2 separate regions of the Mus musculus genome follow, and region 1 is linked to region 2. Evidence: chromatin contacts called from public Hi-C data. All regions are on one chromosome and are shown on one strand. Each heading gives the region's core, a stretch centred on a gene start, on an enhancer-like site or on the middle of the called end of the contact. The rest is flanking DNA. Distances are from core to core; before and after follow the strand shown. Region 1 has its middle 45 kb from the start of Gm43868. Region 2 overlaps Srgap3 (SLIT-ROBO Rho GTPase activating protein 3).

Evidence for each region. Hi-C and Micro-C count contacts between places; a contact is called where the count stands out from the background.
Region 1: a Hi-C map of cerebral cortex shows a contact between it and region 2, with 4 times the contacts expected there. The contact joins two enhancer-like sites. A contact is called at or near these places in 9 of 484 Hi-C or Micro-C datasets (the HPC-7 cell line, LSK cells, cerebral cortex and 6 more) and 3 of 115 datasets of contacts at active chromatin or transcription factors (SST interneurons, embryonic stem cells and microglia).

The regions. Positions count from the first base shown.
Region 1 is chr6:112,999,318-113,003,226 of GRCm38.p6, reverse strand. No RefSeq gene overlaps it. Among named protein-coding and RNA genes, the nearest start is that of Gm43868, 45 kb to the left of the region's middle. Within about 2 kb of position 2,131, at least 68 of the 459 cell types and tissues checked have an H3K27ac peak or open chromatin away from gene starts, as enhancers often do. A contact at or near this core is called in SST interneurons, cerebral cortex, cortical neurons and 2 more, where this site is marked.
Region 2 is chr6:112,924,143-112,927,763 of GRCm38.p6, reverse strand. All of the region lies in intron 1 of Srgap3 (SLIT-ROBO Rho GTPase activating protein 3), which reads left to right. Among named protein-coding and RNA genes, the nearest start is that of Srgap3, 21 kb to the left of the region's middle. Within about 2 kb of position 2,248, at least 65 of the 459 cell types and tissues checked have an H3K27ac peak or open chromatin away from gene starts, as enhancers often do. A contact at or near this core is called in SST interneurons, cerebral cortex, cortical neurons and 2 more, where this site is marked.

The sequences.
Region 1 (3,909 bases), core at 882-3,381, 76 kb before region 2:
CAAGCTTATGTCAGTTGACAAAACAGAAACAAACAAACAAAAAAATCCCTAACCAGCACATACCCTATTTGGGATGGGCAGTCATTTGGTCATGCAATAGGGCTTAGCAGCAGGCTAGCACGGAGTGAGGGCTCAGTGAAGGGCATCTGTGCCTGTTGTCAGCTTTACTGTCTTAATTGACCTTGTGCCAGGGGGGCTGGTGAAGAGCCGCATCTGTGAGGCGTCATTAGTTTGTTTAGGCTGGAGGCTGCCTCTGAATCTCCACATCCTTAGATGTCCCTTGAGGAACTAGGGGCTAATCTGTGTGGGTACCAGGAACAAGAGGAAGGACTGGGGGAAAGACAGATGAATTAGAGGCCTCTTCTGAATAAATATCTGTTTAGCAGCCATTGCTCCGCTCCTTGTTGGGCTCTGGTTATCAGGAGATCAGGACACAGGTGTTGTTAAGGAGCTGAGATGTCAAAAGGAAAGATGGGGCAGATAGTCTTCGAGCAGAGCCCTCATGAGGGATGCAGATGCTTGGGGCAGAATCACCCCGGGCATAGCCATTTTGACAGTTCTTTCCGTAGAGCAAGTCAGCTCTTCTGGCTTCTAGATGCGTCCATATTGTATGTCAATCTTACAAAGGGCTTAGTCATGTCTCTGCCTCTTTCCAAATGGATAGTTTCCTCAGCATGAAGACTGACTCCCCAGTCCCTTGGTCAGGTGCACCTCTAAACATCAGCCAATGCTCAGCACCCAGCACCTTGTGTAGTCGGCTTTCCAGAGCGGCCACAGATACTGGAGACAACAAACCTGTCAAAAGGAACCGTGTATTTTAGCCCATAGATTGGAAATCTCAGTCTGTGAATGGTTGGTCCCCTTACTTCTGAACCCGTGGTGTGGCACATTATAGTGGCAACACACAGTGTAGAAGAGAGCCCTTCACGTCAGGTGCAGATAAACGAAGAGACCAGAGTCCCATAATTCCCTCAGGTCTTGCCTTTCCCTATTACCTAAAGCTTCCCCCTAGGGCTCCACATCTTGAAGTTCTACCTCCTCCTAGCAACACCTAGCAACACCTTGGCCCAGGAACCAACTGTTTAACACATGAGCCTTTGAAGGACATTTAAGATTCAAACGCAGCACATTTACAGTTCCCTAACTGTGAGAACAACCTCTCTCTCCTGCAGTGGTCATACGGCTTTAGTAAATGCATGTTTATCAAGTGTAATTCGCATTACACGTGTTAGTGTGGACTTTTCAAGTCGGCAGAGTCTTAGGCGCTGACGCAGTGAGTGCTGTACTCTTCTGGTTCCTCCTCCACTCACGTGGTTCCTTGGGGGAGGGGCTAAATGAAGTCATAAGAATAAATTATTCTGGACAAGGTTAATCATGTAATCAGCAGCATTCAGTATCGTTTAAGTTACTCAGGATGGGTGAGTTCTTAAGACCTATACAACATCACGCCGGAGTCAGTGCCGCCCTGCCTGAATATAGGAAAGTCTCATGCTGTGTGCTTACTACTAAAAACAAGCATGACGCACTCCTTTAATCCCAGCACTTAGGAGACAGAGGCAGGAGGATCTCTATGAGTTCGAGGTCAGCCTAGTCTACAGAGTAAATTCCAGGACAGCCAGAAACCCTGCCTTGAAAAACTAAAATGAACAAACAAACAAACAAACAAACAGCTAGGCATAATGGTGCATGACTTTAATCCCAGCACGCGGGAGGCTGAGGTCAGAGGACCTCTTGTGAGTTTGAGGACAGCCTAGCCTTTATACCCAGCCAGAGATATAAAGTGAGCCCCTGTCTCAAAATAACAACAAGAATATCCATCCAAACCCTAAGTAAACAAAAGTTAAGGGAAAATAAGTAACTTAACAGCATTTCCAGAACAAAGGATCGCCACTTATTCTTTGCATTCTTCACAACTCATTGCCATTTTGAAACAGCGTGGTTAAGAGAATGTGTGTGGGTAAAGGAGTTAACAATTGCAGGCATTATCATCATCGCTAGCTTCCGATGTCCTTGTAAGTTCTGAAATTCAGAGACTAGAAGCGGCTTCCTTGGGTTACAATGATCTGGTCAGAGCAGCCACCAGTAATGTTCTCAGAGTGCCTCACCAGGTGGCGCTCTTTTACCGGGATAGGTTCTGACCAACTCCCTCCTCCCACTTCCCAGCATGCAGTAGCCTCTTCCCCACCAGTTCAGCCCAGCCTTGTAGAGCTAGCTGGGATATTGTGTCTAAGCCTTGTTTCAGACAGGGAGAAATAAAATTTTGAGAAAGTATGTCTCTGGGCTCAGAGACCCTACGTCACCAGGTGGAGTCCGGGTTTATTCAATTCTGAGCCTCATCTGCCTCCCAGTGCTTCTCTTATTCGGCTCTCTGCAGACGCTTCTAGATCTTGCCTTGCAGGCTTCCCTCACAGTGGATCCTGGTGGGCAGAGCTAGTGCTCCTCTCCTAGGCATTTGTCACTTTCTGCTATTACGGGTGGAGAAGGTATTTGGGAACAAGAAAGGGAACAGGCTCTTTTTATTTCTTCCCCTTCCGGAGGCATTCAGGGGCAGTGTATGTGCAGCTAGGGGAAGGGACCTGGAACCAAACCGTCTTTGTCATGACTCTTCCCCTTTTCACAGCAGGATAACAGGCTGTGAGTAAACTTGTGTCTCATTATTCCATCCATAAAGTTGGGGCAGTAAAATATCCCATGGGAGCCGCCATAGACGAAGCACTCACTGCAGTCGGGTGCTTATGGTGAGCATCATGGTTCACCAGCATCCTACCTGGACAGAAAAACTTCTGGGAGGATGCCGGGCTGCCCATACTGGCCCTCACCTGTGTCTTCCTGCTACAGCATCCTTTTATGACACCTGTCACATATTTCAGTGATGCTGTGTGTTAAGTCTAGGCTCTCATACTCGCAATGGACCTGCAGCCCAACCCAGGGAAGTGGGTACTTAGCATGTTCCCATCACATGGAGGAGGCTCAGATATGACAAAGTCATCTCTCCAGGTCACTGCCTAGCGACAGGAGGGTGCCTCACAGTCAGGCCTGTCTGATTAAGCTGTAAGATTCAAGCTGTTTACTTCTGCATTCTACTGCTCTTTTGAAACTGGCAATAACAGTAAGCAGGACCCCTCACAGTGTGGGCATCATCCGGACTGCCGAACCCACATCCCAGGACCACCCATCTGTAGAGTGATGGTTCTTAACCCTTTAAAATAATCTATCTATCTATCTATCTATCTATCTATCTATCTATCTATCTATTAGCAGGATTTTCATCCTAGCACTGGGTAGGCTGAAACTCTATTTAGACCAGGCTGGCATTGAGCTCACAGAAATCCATTTGCCTCTTCTTCCTTAGTGCTGGGATTAAAGGCAGGTGCTACCACACTAGGCTAGATTTATTTCTGTTGTTTTTATGACATGCATGTGTCTGTGTGGATATATGTCCCCTGTGTTGGGGTGCTTGAGGAAGGCGGAGAGGGTGTTGGGTCCCCTTGGGGCTGGAGTTTTGTGTGCTGGGAGCCTGGTGAGGGTGTTGTTAAGCAAACTTTGAACCTCTGGAAGAGCAGCAGGTGCTCTTAACCTGGGGGACAAAGATGTAGAGGTCACTCATGTTTTTCTGCCCCTCTCCCCAAGGTCCTTTGGGTGACAAATACAAGGATTCTTAGATTATATTTAGCCCCACAACCTTCAAGGGTCACCTGCCCCCATCTCGTTTTTTTTTTTTTTTTTTTTGTGCAGCCTCAGGCTAGCTCTTTGGGCAGCCAGGCAGCCTGCATCCCAGGCACGTGAGGTCCTTTGAGCCATCCAAGATGTAACACAAGCACTCTGTGACTCAGACCAGACTCTCTGGGATTTTTCCTTTCTGGGCATGTGACAGTCTGTGCAGTATCAACAGCTTTTAGCAAGGAAAGA
Region 2 (3,621 bases), core at 999-3,498:
AGCAGCTTAAGGAGGAGCTGACTTTGACTCATGGTTATGAGTTCATCATGGTGAGCCTGGGGCTGCCCATGGTCAAGACACCCATGGAGAGCTCAGTGCCAGGGATCAGGTCTAGCCCTCCATTTCACCAGCCCCAGCAATAGACAGGTGCTGACCACAGTTAGCGTGGGTCTTCCCTCCTCAGTTAAGTCCTTTGGAAATGCCCACATATACTCTTCAGTGTGTTTCCATGGTTACCCCCATTGAGTCTCGCTGCCAATCAAGATTAGCCATCTCAGTGCGCACAATCCCTTCTACCGCACCTGCTGCTTCATCCATTTGCTCAAGCTGCCTAGTTTCTCTAGGCTTCTGGATTTCTACTTCTGCATCTGCCTAAGTTGTTCTATTTTATTTTCTGTCTCAAACGGGGCTCTCCAGGTTGGCTTGCATGACAAGCATAGCATGCCAGTGTAGCACACACTTCAATGTCTTTTGTAAGGAAATGCCTCTAAGTTGCTGTCATCTTTGAAAATTTCACAATGGAAATGCCGTCATTATTGTCACATGTAAAGAACAAAGTGTTAGTCAACAACAGACCACATATGTAACCCTGTCCCATGCAACACCAACTGGAGGGTACACTCTGATGTTTGTACAGTGAGATTGTCCAGTGGGTGTTCATTTCTCCACATGTCTCCTCCTCACCAATAGCATACCATTGGATTTATCTTTGAGGATGAGTTTGAAGCTGGAGTCAAGGGCAGGATAGTGTTGGTCAAGGACTGTTAGCCAACGATTTATCATTGAGGAGGTTTGGGGATGTACCTGAAGCTGCTGGAGGTCACTGAGGACCTAAAGATATGGTGGATAGTGTCCTTAATCATAATATAGTTTTATTTGTGTGTGTGTGTGGGGGGGGGAGCTTGAGCTTGAGATAGATATCTTTAATCACTCTACCTAATTTTTTAGACATAGTCTCTCACTGAATCTAGAGCTCACCTTTTTGGTTAGATGCCTATCCAATAAGCCCTGGAGTGCCTCCTGTCTTTGCTTCCCCTCCGGGAAGATTACAGCTCTATGTTGCCATGCTTAGCTTACAGAGGTGCTGAGAAGTGAACTCATGCTTTCACGACAAGCACTATATTGACTGAGCTATCTTTCCAGCTCCTGTGATATGTTTTTGATAATTAAAATTCAACGTAAGGTGACAATTGCTTACCATTGAACTAGAAACAGAACAATTCTGCACAGCCTGGTCCAAGAACTCTGCAATGGACTCTCAAATCAGAGAGACCTTAGACTGAATCCCAGATTCGCCCATTAGTTCTTTCTTGACCTTAGTCAAGTCCATTTTCTCTCTCTCTGCCTTAGTGTCTTCCCCCATTCCATGGTTACCTCAGTGGACTTTTGTGAGGATTAGATAATACGGTCCAGGTTCAGTTCTTATCTAGTGTCTGCAGCACAGGTCATACTAGCTGAGAATACTCTGTTATTGTTCATACCCAGATTTTCAGGGCTTGATTGGATCCAAGAATGAAATTTAGAATAGTTACAGCAGCCGTGGCAGATTGCAGGCAAGTTAGACTCACCAGCATATTTTCTTTGGCTTCGTAGCACTTACAGAAACTGATTCACTTCCAACCTTTAAAAACCAAGAGGGTTTCTTTAAAAAGAGAGAGAGAGAGAAGAAAAAAGGAGCGTTCACATAAAAATCCAGACTTTTGGCATTTCACACAAAGTAAGAATATCATTCTTCGAGGGAAGAATAGTGGCCGTCCCCTTCCCAGGCACTGGGAAGTGTCCACTGACCTGTCTCACTCCTTGCTGTCTGCTTAGCTCTTTGGGATATCTGAGGTCTTTGATCTTGGAGGAATGGATCAACCTGGAGTCAACACTCCATAAATATGATCTCCTGCAGAGGGCTTGGGAGAAGTAGAGAGAAGGTTGTGTTTACTGGCAGGGGTCCACCGTACCATCTGTGTTATCAATTAGAAGTATCACAAATGCAGAGCCTCGTCCTCAAGAATCTGCAGGGTGGTGGCAGGGGCTTGGTCCTCTTAAAATGTGCTCCGCTTGTACCTGTGAGCAAGAGGGCCTCCTCATTGCAGCATGTAGGTGGGCTGAAATTTAATAAGGAAAACGTGGAAAAGTCTCTCCCTTGTGTCTGAAAAATCCCTCTGGTCCAGTGCAAGCCATAGAGCGTGGAGCGATGGGCTCAGCGACAGTCCTTGTGCAAAAGACTCAAGGTTCGACTTGACTGTGACTTTCAGTGTGAGTCACAAGGAGCAGCTGCCAGCAAACCCAATCTGATCTGGGGCTGTGTTTATAGAAGTCTAGTGTCTGCAAGATCTTTCTAACAGTTAGAGCTGTTTTGAAGAGACAGGCAGGCGGCCTCAGTAAGCCTTGATCTCTCCTGGGTAGGAGGTGTTTGAGGCTCAGTGAGATGCCCCTGCCCAAGATTGTCACCGTGGGGGACTGAGGCTTCAGAGGGGTATTTGTTCTAGGTGACATGGAAGGTTGCTGTTCAAACCTGAGCCGCTCAGCAGAGGCAAGCCTTTCCTCTAGCAAGCCTGCGAGTCTTGCTCTCAGTGGGAGAAGAAGCAGGATGAGTTGAAGAGGCTGACTAGAAGCAGCTGTGTGGCCAAAATGGGAACACAAACGACTGTTTCTCACCAAGTAATTTAGACAATGGCAGTCACTGTCCTCTCTCCACCCCTACCTGACTTCCGGATGCTTGTCAGTCTTCCCGGAGATGCAGAGGACAGGAGCTGTTTTATACATTACTGGTAATTTTTACAAACCGGACTCCTAGGCGAGCTTTGAGTCAGACAGCACGTGGGCCAAGTGCAGACTCAGATGTTTTATTTGGCCTAGGCTGTGTCTTTTAAAAATGCGAATTTGATGCCAACATGTAAAACTGAGAAGATTTCACATAAAATCTGGCCTTCCGGCACCTTTGTAAAGAGTCAGGGGTCTGGCAGCGCTGGCCTGGCACTGCTGCGTGGTAGCTTCAGCCAGGGTTGGGTGCCACATGACTTGAGCTCTCGCTTGGCTGTCGTTCTCTACCCACTTATGTGACCCGTTGTACCTGTTGGACTTTACATGGTAGCCACTGTACAGCATCAGGATCAGTTTGGGGAGTGTGGGACCCATTTAGGGAGCCATCCTTAACTGTAGTGGCTTGTCTGCTCAATGGTGTGGGGAGCAGGGAGTCCATTGAGGAGGGGTGCCCGTCTAGCTGCTCCTGAATCAACTCAGTGGCTTCTATACAACCAATTCCTAGTGATTTCATCTCAAGATAATAATCCCATGTATTCTTGGAGTGGCTCCAAAGCACTCAATATTTATTCCTAGATTGACCCAACTCTTCATCCTTAGGACTTGTGTGCGGTGGGGCTGGTCTGGAGATGTGCAGAACACTGGCATCCTCTTTGGCAACAAATCCCTCTATCCATTTGTACATAGATGGTGGTCTTCCATTTAGCAGGGCTGGCAGAGTGTCCTTGCTCTGAGAGTCTGTAGCTAGTAGGGGTTAGGGTACTAGGACTAGAGAGCCTTGATGTAGTTGCTCTCAAGCAGATACTGGGCTGACAGGGGTGGGGGTGTATGTGGAGCTTCTGCTTAAAGGCTCCAGATTTCACA